Linked DNA regions of Mus musculus: all the other regions are linked to region 3. The links are chromatin contacts, called in public Hi-C and capture Hi-C maps. All regions are on one chromosome and are shown on one strand. Each heading gives the region's core, a stretch centred on a gene start, on an enhancer-like site or on the middle of the called end of the contact. The rest is flanking DNA. Distances are from core to core; before and after follow the strand shown.

Region 1 (2,920 bases), core at 60-2,559, 240 kb before region 3:
TGTGTGTGTGTGCTCATACACACACACACACACAGAGAGAAAACAACCTGCTCAAAGATTCTATAAGTTTATATTCTAGAACAGATATAATACTGGTCACACGTACCTGAAAAGAAGTAAAGAAACTAAATGGGACACACACACAAACCAAGTCTGACTTTTTAAAATTCATTCACGTAATATATTTTTATCAAAGAACATTCCCAAAGAAGTACATTGTCTTCAAAGGACATTCTTAGATAATACAATCTCACAGAAAGCTCTATTTCTCTCCTGCTCGTCTTTCATTTTTATGCTATACTTTGAAATAGTTTTCTCGGACTTACATACTTCAAGAAAATTATATTATTATAGTGGTTGAGATTAAACCGCAGACTTTCTACATCAAAACATAAAGCACACCTCAGTTATATCTCCACCCAGAAAAGTGTTCTTTCTCTGGACTGTGGACTAAAGGTAACAAACACAGCATTGCAATCTATTTAACTGACCAAATAAAGCCCCCCTGGAAGAAATTAAGGAAAACCAACCTGCTCTTTTCATTAGTCCCATTTCCTTAAAATTTCTGTTGTGAAATAATTTGTGCCGGGTGCTATCACATAAGTGTGTAATCACGGTACTCCAGAGGCAGAAAGAGTACAAATCTGAGATTAACCTGGGCTACAAAGTGAGACCCCGTCTAAAGGAGGAAGAGGAAAGAGAAGAAGCTATTAATTAACAAATTACCTCAAGCATAAACCAGTATGATGTCTTTCATATTTTTATTAGTGTGAATTATAGAGCAATATGATAGGTAGGAAGAGAGAAAGCCCTAATGGGTCATAAAGTCGTGAAGGATAGAGGCTGGAAATGTTAGAGGCTCTCCTACGTCACAGTACTCCATTTACCTCTAACAACCCAGTAAGGAAGAAGCACATGGTGAACATGGTAAACGAGAACACCACGAGGGAATCACAACGGATGGAAAGAAAGCTGGCCAAGAGTGCAGGGCCGCTCTCACTGGAGACTGTCACACAAACACTGAGAAACCAGCAATGATGACTACTTTCTGTCCTTGGGGTGTTGAAGATGGAAGCCAGGCCTCTGCGCATGCGCAGCAAGCAGGCCTCGACAGTGTTGAGATGAGTGCAGTAAGGCCAAGCTGTGGTGCAGCACTTGAAAACAAAGGAAGGCTGGGCAGGAAAAAAAAAAAAATCAAAAAAACAAAGCCAAGAAGAAAAAAACCACGTAGCTCAGTAACAGCCCCCTGGAGCAGGCCTGAGACACAAGTCCGGGATGACTCAGATGCCAGGAGTGACAAGCCAGCAATGGGACTGCAGGGGTCAAGGGGAAGTAGGAAAGGAAATGATGTTGTGGTGGCTTAGCAACATACACATCCTGACATATCTGTGGTTTCCCTAGCAGAAAATGCCTGCTGAGACATTCTGCATTCTGCAGCTGGGTTAAAATTTAACTGCAAGTGTAACAACAGTAGATAAGCTATAGAAACTTCAATGTTAAGATAGCATGTCTAAGAACGTGTGTGTGCGCGGAATAAAAACTAAAAATCAAGACAGAAAAACACAACCCCCAAAGGAAAAATACCAAGGTTAGCTCTGAAGTTGTGCTGTAAATGACCTGCGCTTCCTCTTCGGGCTGTTTTCAAATGTTTGATAATGAGAGTATCACCCAATACCACAGCTGAGGATGAGTGCCATGTGGTACCTTATTAGCTTCACGGAGGCGAACACACACACACACACACACACACACACACACACACACACACAGAGTCACTTACTAGCTTCACAGAGGCACACACTCAGACACACACTCCACTGGCTTCATGCTCACACTGGAGTGAGTTCGCTGAGTCTTCACAGCATTTGACACTCTTGGGGCCATCAAAGTCATGGTGCTTTGCCACTTGATGAGTCGCAATATTACTCACAGGTCAGACAGATTGACCGTACTATAGCCAAGCCACAAAGGTCATAAGGCTCTAGCTCAAAACACAAGTTATAACCTGAAGCTTGACCCCGCCCTTTCCTAGTGAAATTTCCCCTATGATCTCTGACGAGTCCTCTTAAATTACAGAAGCTATCAGCACTAAAATGTCTACCGTACTAAATATAGCTCTTCATGGTCATAAACGTGCACTGTGGACAAAGTAAGCAGGGAGCTGCTGTCTCTGCACAGGGTTCTGACCCTTCCACCTGGAGGCCGAAACAGGGTGACCTCAAGTTTAAGCCTAACCTTGTACCAAGTCAAAAGGAGTTAATAAACTCTTGTAGCCAAAACAAAACAACATACCCTGGGTGTGTTGCTTACTTTTTTTTTTTCTTTCTAATCACTGTAACAAAATATCTGAAGGAAAAACCATAAAGGGGGAGGGGTTGATGTGGGCCTGTGCTTTCAGAGAGAATTCAGTCTGTCTTGGTGGGGAACGTCTGGTGGCTCGAAGACCTTTCTCCACAGGCAAAAGTAAGCAGTAGCAGTTTTACACAAGGTGACAGAAGGATAATCGAGTCCCTATTCAAGAGGTGGTTTAGTGGTTAAGAGCACTGGCTGCTCATTTAGAGGTCCTGGGTTGGAGTCCTAACACGTGTACACACACACACACGTACACACACACACACACACACACAAAACCATATATAACTCTAGTTCCAAGGGATCCAATACGCACTCTGACCTGTGCTGAAAAGATAGCAGTAAAATTAAAAAGCAGGTTCTTGATGTAACAGTCGAACCGTGGCTATGTCCAACATCCACTAGTATGATGGCCTCGCCTCCTAACTCAGGGTGACCTCACCTCTATAACTCCCTAAAACGGTGCCCCAAGTTAGCAACCAAGTATTTACACACGTGAGCCTCTGTGGGCCAATTCAGGTTTAAATCATGGCCTAATGGGCAAGGTCACTGATATACAGAACAGAAC
Region 2 (2,782 bases), core at 128-2,627, 190 kb before region 3:
CTTTATCTCAAGGGACCTTAGCTAGCAGCACGTATCATGTGATGGTGACTCGGGACACTTCTGAATACAGCCATTATGGTGGTACCACACTGCCCATCCTGGCCAGTCTTTAAAAACAGGGCAGTTAGCCCTCAATGGCAAGCCAGGCTCAGTACCATCAAACACCAGTGAGAAATAATGAGGAACCCTGGGGTATTGGGGGGAAAATTAAAACTATTGGCTTTGGGAATTGTGCTTTCCACAATTTGTAATCAATAATAATAATAATAATCATTATTATTATTATTAATCTCTGTAACTTTATAGAAATTAACCATTCTAGGTCTCCACGTCCTCATCCAATGAGGAAAGGGTTAGTCAGACTACATGTGATCCCATGATCCACCGGACATGTGTCTATAAGCATAGCATAAGTCATTTAATCTGTGCAGCTCAATCATGTATGCGCTGTGTGCCATGAACTATGCTGTGTGTGTTTTCATGGTGGCAATACTCAGGATAGCAGTGACATTTTCGCCGTTTGATAAATTAAAACCTCAAAATATGCAAACCCACAAACAGCATTGATCTGTCCAGGGAGCCTGTCATGTCAACTTAGGACTCACTCCCCATGCGAGTCATTTTACTTACAGTACAGTGTCGTAAGAAGCAGGATCCTTCAGGATCTCGGATATACAGAAACCGAAATCAAAGGGAGGCCCAGGAAAGCCAGCCTCGGCACCCATGGTCTAGCGTGGAGAGCACTCCCTTGGTGTCACTCCTTCAGTTCCAAATGCTCTCTGTCCAACCTGCCATTTCGTCATGCAAAAGCCAATGTTTTTACCCATGTTGAAATAAGATGAGCTTTTAGCTTTAATTTGGTTGCCACCTGCTGGCTGAAAGACAAAAAAAAAAAAAAAAAAAAAAAAAAAAAAAAAAATCCCTCTGCAGCAAAGGACATGCTTAAACAAAAGAAAGCCTTACCCTTAGCAGAGCCAGTGGGGATGAGCTTGGGTTACCCTGTAAACTGGACGGGAGCGGATACTAAACATGTGTAGTGTGGGACAGACACTACAGTGGATTCTCCAGATGCCTTGCTGCTCGTACTCACCAATAAGCTTTGTGACAGCCCACCATTTTGAAGAAGAGAAGCTCAACTCCTGGCATCAGAGGATACCACCAAAGAGTGGTAAGGGATTCCGAAGTAGGCCAGACAGAGCATTTCTCCATCCCTAGCATATCCTCTTTTCCTTATCACATGCCTTTCCACCACCCTGGAATGCCCAGGTAACCTTACGGCGGGTAGAAAATGCTCTCTGCAGGCCTCCTACTGCAGAGCTGCAGTATGCTGCCAAATCACAAAGCATTCAGAGGATTTCCCAGCCAAGCCGAGGCAGGCCAAGAAAATACTTCATCAATCCTGCAGGGGGCGCCAGTGATAACCAGTCAAAATACAATAAACACTCTGAGATCAGGAATTTGGTTTTTTAATAGAAATTCATATTAAACATTCGATCCTTCAGCTGAAATAGTTATAAAAGGAGAGAGGGTGGGTGTTCTATGTTTCTCTTGGGAAACACTCAAAGTTCACCTGTGTCCCCGTGGACACCCTGTACTGACTGATTTCTGCCGCCTGAGATACACAAAGCCCAGTGCCGAGTTCAGACAGCTCACGGCCGGACTGGACAGGAGCATAAATACTGGGCTCCTTTTGTCTCGGAGAGGCATTACTGGCCGGCTAATGGCTGAGGGATTAACCTCCGCAGGCACTGTTCTCAGCACTTCATATATTAACTAAATCTTCACACAATGGGAAAGAGAGCAGCACTGGTGCTCTAATAAAGGAGGAGTCTTACTCTTTTTTTAATGGATGTTAAAGAAAACATGCAATTCCACATACCTCTCACATAATAGTAGCAGTGTGCAAGCCCAAGCACTGTGCACTGTTTACGTTTAACCTCTAAGACAGTGGTTCTCAACTTTTTGTTTTTAAGGTTTTTTATTTTATGTAAGTGCACTGTAGCTGTTTTCAGACACCCCAGAAGAAGGCATCAGATCGCATTACGGGTGGTTGTGAGCCACCATGTGGTTGCTAGGATTTGAACTCAGGACCTTCGGAAGAGTGGTCAGTGCTCTTAACCACGGAGCCATCTCTCCAACCCCTGTTCTCAACCTTCTTAAAGCTACGATCTTTTAACACCTTTGTGTTGTGGTGACCCTAGCCATAAAATTATTTTCGTTGCTACTTCATAAATGTAATTTTGCTACTGATGTGAATGCCACATAAATATCTGAGATGCAGATTATCTGATATGTGACCTATGTCAAAGGGTCACTTATTTCCCCCGAAGGGTCTTGACCCACAAGTTTAGAACCACTGCTCTCAGAGAAGTGCTATAGCTGAACAGAGGAATAGAGATGAAAGATAGATCAGTGACCAGTTAGTTGGCCATTCCCTCAGTCTCTGCTACATCCGATGGGCAAGCACCAAACCCTGGCACTATTAATGATACTCTGTTATGCTTGCAGACAAGAGTCTAGCATGGATATCCTCTGAGAGTCTTCATTGAGGCAGCTGACTCAGATAGCTGCAGACAACCCCAGTCAAACAGTGGATGGAGCTTGGGGACCCTCATGTAAGAGCAGGAGGAAGGATTGCAGACCCAAAAGGGATAGGAACGCCACAGAAAAATAACAGTCAACTAACCTGGACCGTTTGGGTCTCTCAGAGACTGAACCACTAACCAATAAGCATACTCAGGAAGGACCTAGGCCTCCACAGATGTGCAGTTTGGTCTTCATG
Region 3 (3,044 bases), core at 291-2,790:
CTAAATGTAGTTTTCTTTTAAAAACAAGCTCCAACAATAGATTTATATAGTTAATGACCAATCTTTAATTTTTCTTACCCTAAAAACACTGAATATACTGTTAACTACTTTAGATTTCATTGAGGAACCACTTAAAGTTTGAATTTATTGCTTCAAGCATTCCTAACGGAACAGCCATTCTAAAGTTGAAATCTCATGTTTGTGAAACCTGTACTTGATCGTTAATGCTAACGTTTGGACATTTCCAATTTTTTATTGTTTTACAAAGTATGAAGAGAATGGGCAACAGCTATTTGAATGACTGTATATATAATGCAGTCCAAGCCAGGATGGTGCCAAACTGAGGTTTGGCAGGAAGCCTTCCTTCCACATGTAATCCGTCCAGTCCCCAAGGGTCTTCCTACAAAGCATGCTTTGTATGTATTGGCTTCTTCTGCTCTTTATTGCCACCACCCTCCTCCCTGTACTCTATCCTAGATGTAAAACAATCTCTTGCTTGCACTTATGCCCTCATCTAAGACCCTGGTTCCTAGATACAGGGCACCCGGAAGGCAGTTTATAAATATGTCTAATAACTGGTTTAAAATCCTCATTGTACTTCTTCCTATGGGGTTGCAAACCCCTTGAGCTCCTTTAGTCCTTCCCATAACTCCTCCTTTGGGGACCCCATGCTCAGTCTGATGTTTGGCTGCAAGCATCCACGTCGGTATTGATCAGGCTCTGGCAGAGCCTCTCAGGGGACAGCCATACCAGGCTCCTGTCAGCAAGTGTTTCTTGCTTGACATTAGCTATAGTGTCTGGATTTGGTGTCTGCAGATGGGATGGATCCCTAGGTGGGGCAGTCTTTCCTTCAGTCTCTGCTTCACTCTTTGTCCCTGTATTTCCTTTAGGTAGGAAAAATTCTGTGTTAATATTTTTGAGATGAGTGGATGGCCACACTCCTCGACCAGGTTAACAAGAACATCATGTCAGAAACCTAACCTCTGGATATGGTCTCTGCAGGTTCTATCTCCCCTTTATTGGGTATTTCAGGCAATGCCATCCCTATTGGGTCCTGGGAGCCTCTTACTTTCCTGGCACCAGAGCTCCAAGGGACTAAACCACCAACCAAAGAGTGCCCATGGCTCCAGCTGCATATGTAGCAGAGGATGGCCTTATCTAGAATCAATGGGAAGGGAGACCCTTGGTCCTGTGGAGGCTCGATGCTTCAGTGTGGGGGAATGCTAGTTTAGTGAGGCTGGAGTAGGTGGGGGGGAGCATCCTCATAGAAGCGGGGGGGGGGGGGAGATTAGATAGGGGGTTTGCAAAGAGGAAACCAGGAAGAGGGATAACATTTGAAACGTAAATAATTAAGTAACCAATAAAAAAAAATAAAATCCTCACTGTATAATGAGTGCTCTTAGGGAAAAGGTTTCATTTTGTATTTACTGTAGGAATGCCTGACTGATCTCATCAGTTGCTGACCCCATCCTGATGATTCACCGTCAGATACTCTTCTCTCATAGGCCTTCCTTTTGCCACAAGTCTTGTGACTTTTGTGCCTTGTGCTTCCTCTCTGCTTGGAATACACGTTTCATTTTCCTCCTGTGTTTTAGACCTCGTCCTAGCTGTCATCTAAATGACCCATGCAGCAAGTTTAACATGTTACCTTATTTTATGACTCTTTACAGGCCTTATTTCTCTTGAGTAATTTCCTTCTTTCTTGCTTACTGTAACCTTCCTCACAAGAAGGAAGCTCTCTGAATGCTGGGCTTACATCTCCTGGGGGAGTTGGAGTTCATAGTTAATGGGCAGTGTGTAGGTTTTCTTTATACAAACCCAAGGTTGATTATATCGTTAACAAGAACATCATGTCAGAAACATGGTAAAATCTTTTAAAAAGACAGTTAATAAAATTCCTTTTGTCTGTAAGATTGATCCCCTTCCCTAATAATTGGGTGAATTGGGAAAAATTATATGTATTTGAAGTATGGTAAAAGGCTCTGAACATAATCAAAAGGCATCCAAGAGTAAGCTTAACACATGAAAACATGTCACAGGACTTAATAGGTTTGTCCATTGGTTCATATATTTATCATTCATTGTTTAACCCTTTATAGGTGCATTCATCAGACCTAGACTTCAAACCTAAAGGACACGGCTGACCATAGTCTCTCTCTCTCTATATATATATATATATAGAGAGAGAGAGAGAGAGAGGAAGAGAGAGAGAGAGAGAGAGAGAGAGAGAGCAGATATATATATCTGCTTTGTAGCCTTCCAGTGTTAACCAGTAGCAAATCCAGTGAGGAGCTAAAACCATGGAACCCAGGAATAGTTCTAAGGAGAGAAACTGCATGGAATCTTGTTAGAAGAGAAAGCCTAGGCTTGATCTTAAAACCACTGCTGATTTCCAAAACTTTTAGGCAATATAGTGTTCCTTTTTGTAATTCCAGCACTTGGAAGCCTGAGGCAGGTGGATCAAGAGTTCAAGGCTAGCTTCACCTACATAGCAAAGTTAGGACAAGCCTAGGTTACATGAGACACCTAAAACTAAAATTAAAACTAAACCAGATCTAATGAAGCAAACAAAATCTCTTCTAAGCAAGAATTCAACTCAAAAATATTAATCTAGTTACTGTGTCTACAGAATAAATTACCTCAAAACTTGATAATAATTTGATGTGCTGACAAGTTCTGGGCTTAGGGGTTCAGGAAGTGGTTAGTCTTCACTTAAGGCTGTTGTAGAAGTGCAGTCACATTAGGACTGGGGTGATGGGCACTGACAGTATCCACTGGCAGGGTGGGGCCCTCTAGTGCCGCAGTTTCTTTCCACATAACCTTTACCAAGTGGTTCCTCACAATATATGGAAGCTTCTCTTGGAGTTTAAAGAAGCTGGGAGCTGAGAGCAGAGGGAGATGTAAAACCATCAACAACTTTGAGAGTCCTGTATGGCTTCTTCTACAATCTCTTTGTGACAAAGCTTCAGTCTTTATTAGGTGTGAATATCAAAGGTATTGTGGATCACTGGGGTCAGTTTCAGAAGTTAACTAGTACAAATATT

The links. A called contact is a pair of places that touch in the nucleus more often than the background predicts. Capture Hi-C pulls out chosen DNA fragments and counts their contacts.
Region 1: a capture Hi-C map of bone marrow-derived macrophages shows a contact between it and region 3, with 6 times the contacts expected there. The contact joins two enhancer-like sites. A contact is called at or near these places in 1 of 115 datasets of contacts at active chromatin or transcription factors (bone marrow-derived macrophages) and 1 of 9 other capture datasets (bone marrow-derived macrophages).
Region 2: a Hi-C map of bone marrow-derived macrophages shows a contact between it and region 3, with 2.3 times the contacts expected there. The contact joins two enhancer-like sites. A contact is called at or near these places in 4 of 39 promoter capture datasets (the 3T3-L1 cell line, 3T3-L1-derived adipocytes, the HPC-7 cell line and 1 more), 1 of 15 datasets of contacts at CTCF or cohesin (the NIH/3T3 cell line), 4 of 484 Hi-C or Micro-C datasets (the HPC-7 cell line, bone marrow-derived macrophages and macrophages) and 1 of 115 datasets of contacts at active chromatin or transcription factors (bone marrow-derived macrophages).

What each region holds. Positions count from the first base shown.
Region 1 is chr10:26,798,135-26,801,054 of GRCm38.p6, reverse strand. All of the region lies in intron 1 of Arhgap18 (Rho GTPase activating protein 18), which reads right to left. Among named protein-coding and RNA genes, the nearest start is that of Arhgap18, 27 kb to the right of the region's middle. Within about 2 kb of position 1,309, at least 226 of the 459 cell types and tissues checked have an H3K27ac peak or open chromatin away from gene starts, as enhancers often do. A contact at or near this core is called in bone marrow-derived macrophages, where this site is marked.
Region 2 is chr10:26,751,351-26,754,132 of GRCm38.p6, reverse strand. No RefSeq gene overlaps it. Among named protein-coding and RNA genes, the nearest start is that of Arhgap18, 20 kb to the left of the region's middle. Within about 2 kb of position 1,377, at least 53 of the 459 cell types and tissues checked have an H3K27ac peak or open chromatin away from gene starts, as enhancers often do. A contact at or near this core is called in the HPC-7 cell line and bone marrow-derived macrophages, where this site is marked.
Region 3 is chr10:26,558,002-26,561,045 of GRCm38.p6, reverse strand. No RefSeq gene overlaps it. Among named protein-coding and RNA genes, the nearest start is that of Gm30034, 120 kb to the right of the region's middle. Within about 2 kb of position 1,540, at least 38 of the 459 cell types and tissues checked have an H3K27ac peak or open chromatin away from gene starts, as enhancers often do. A contact at or near this core is called in the HPC-7 cell line and bone marrow-derived macrophages, where this site is marked.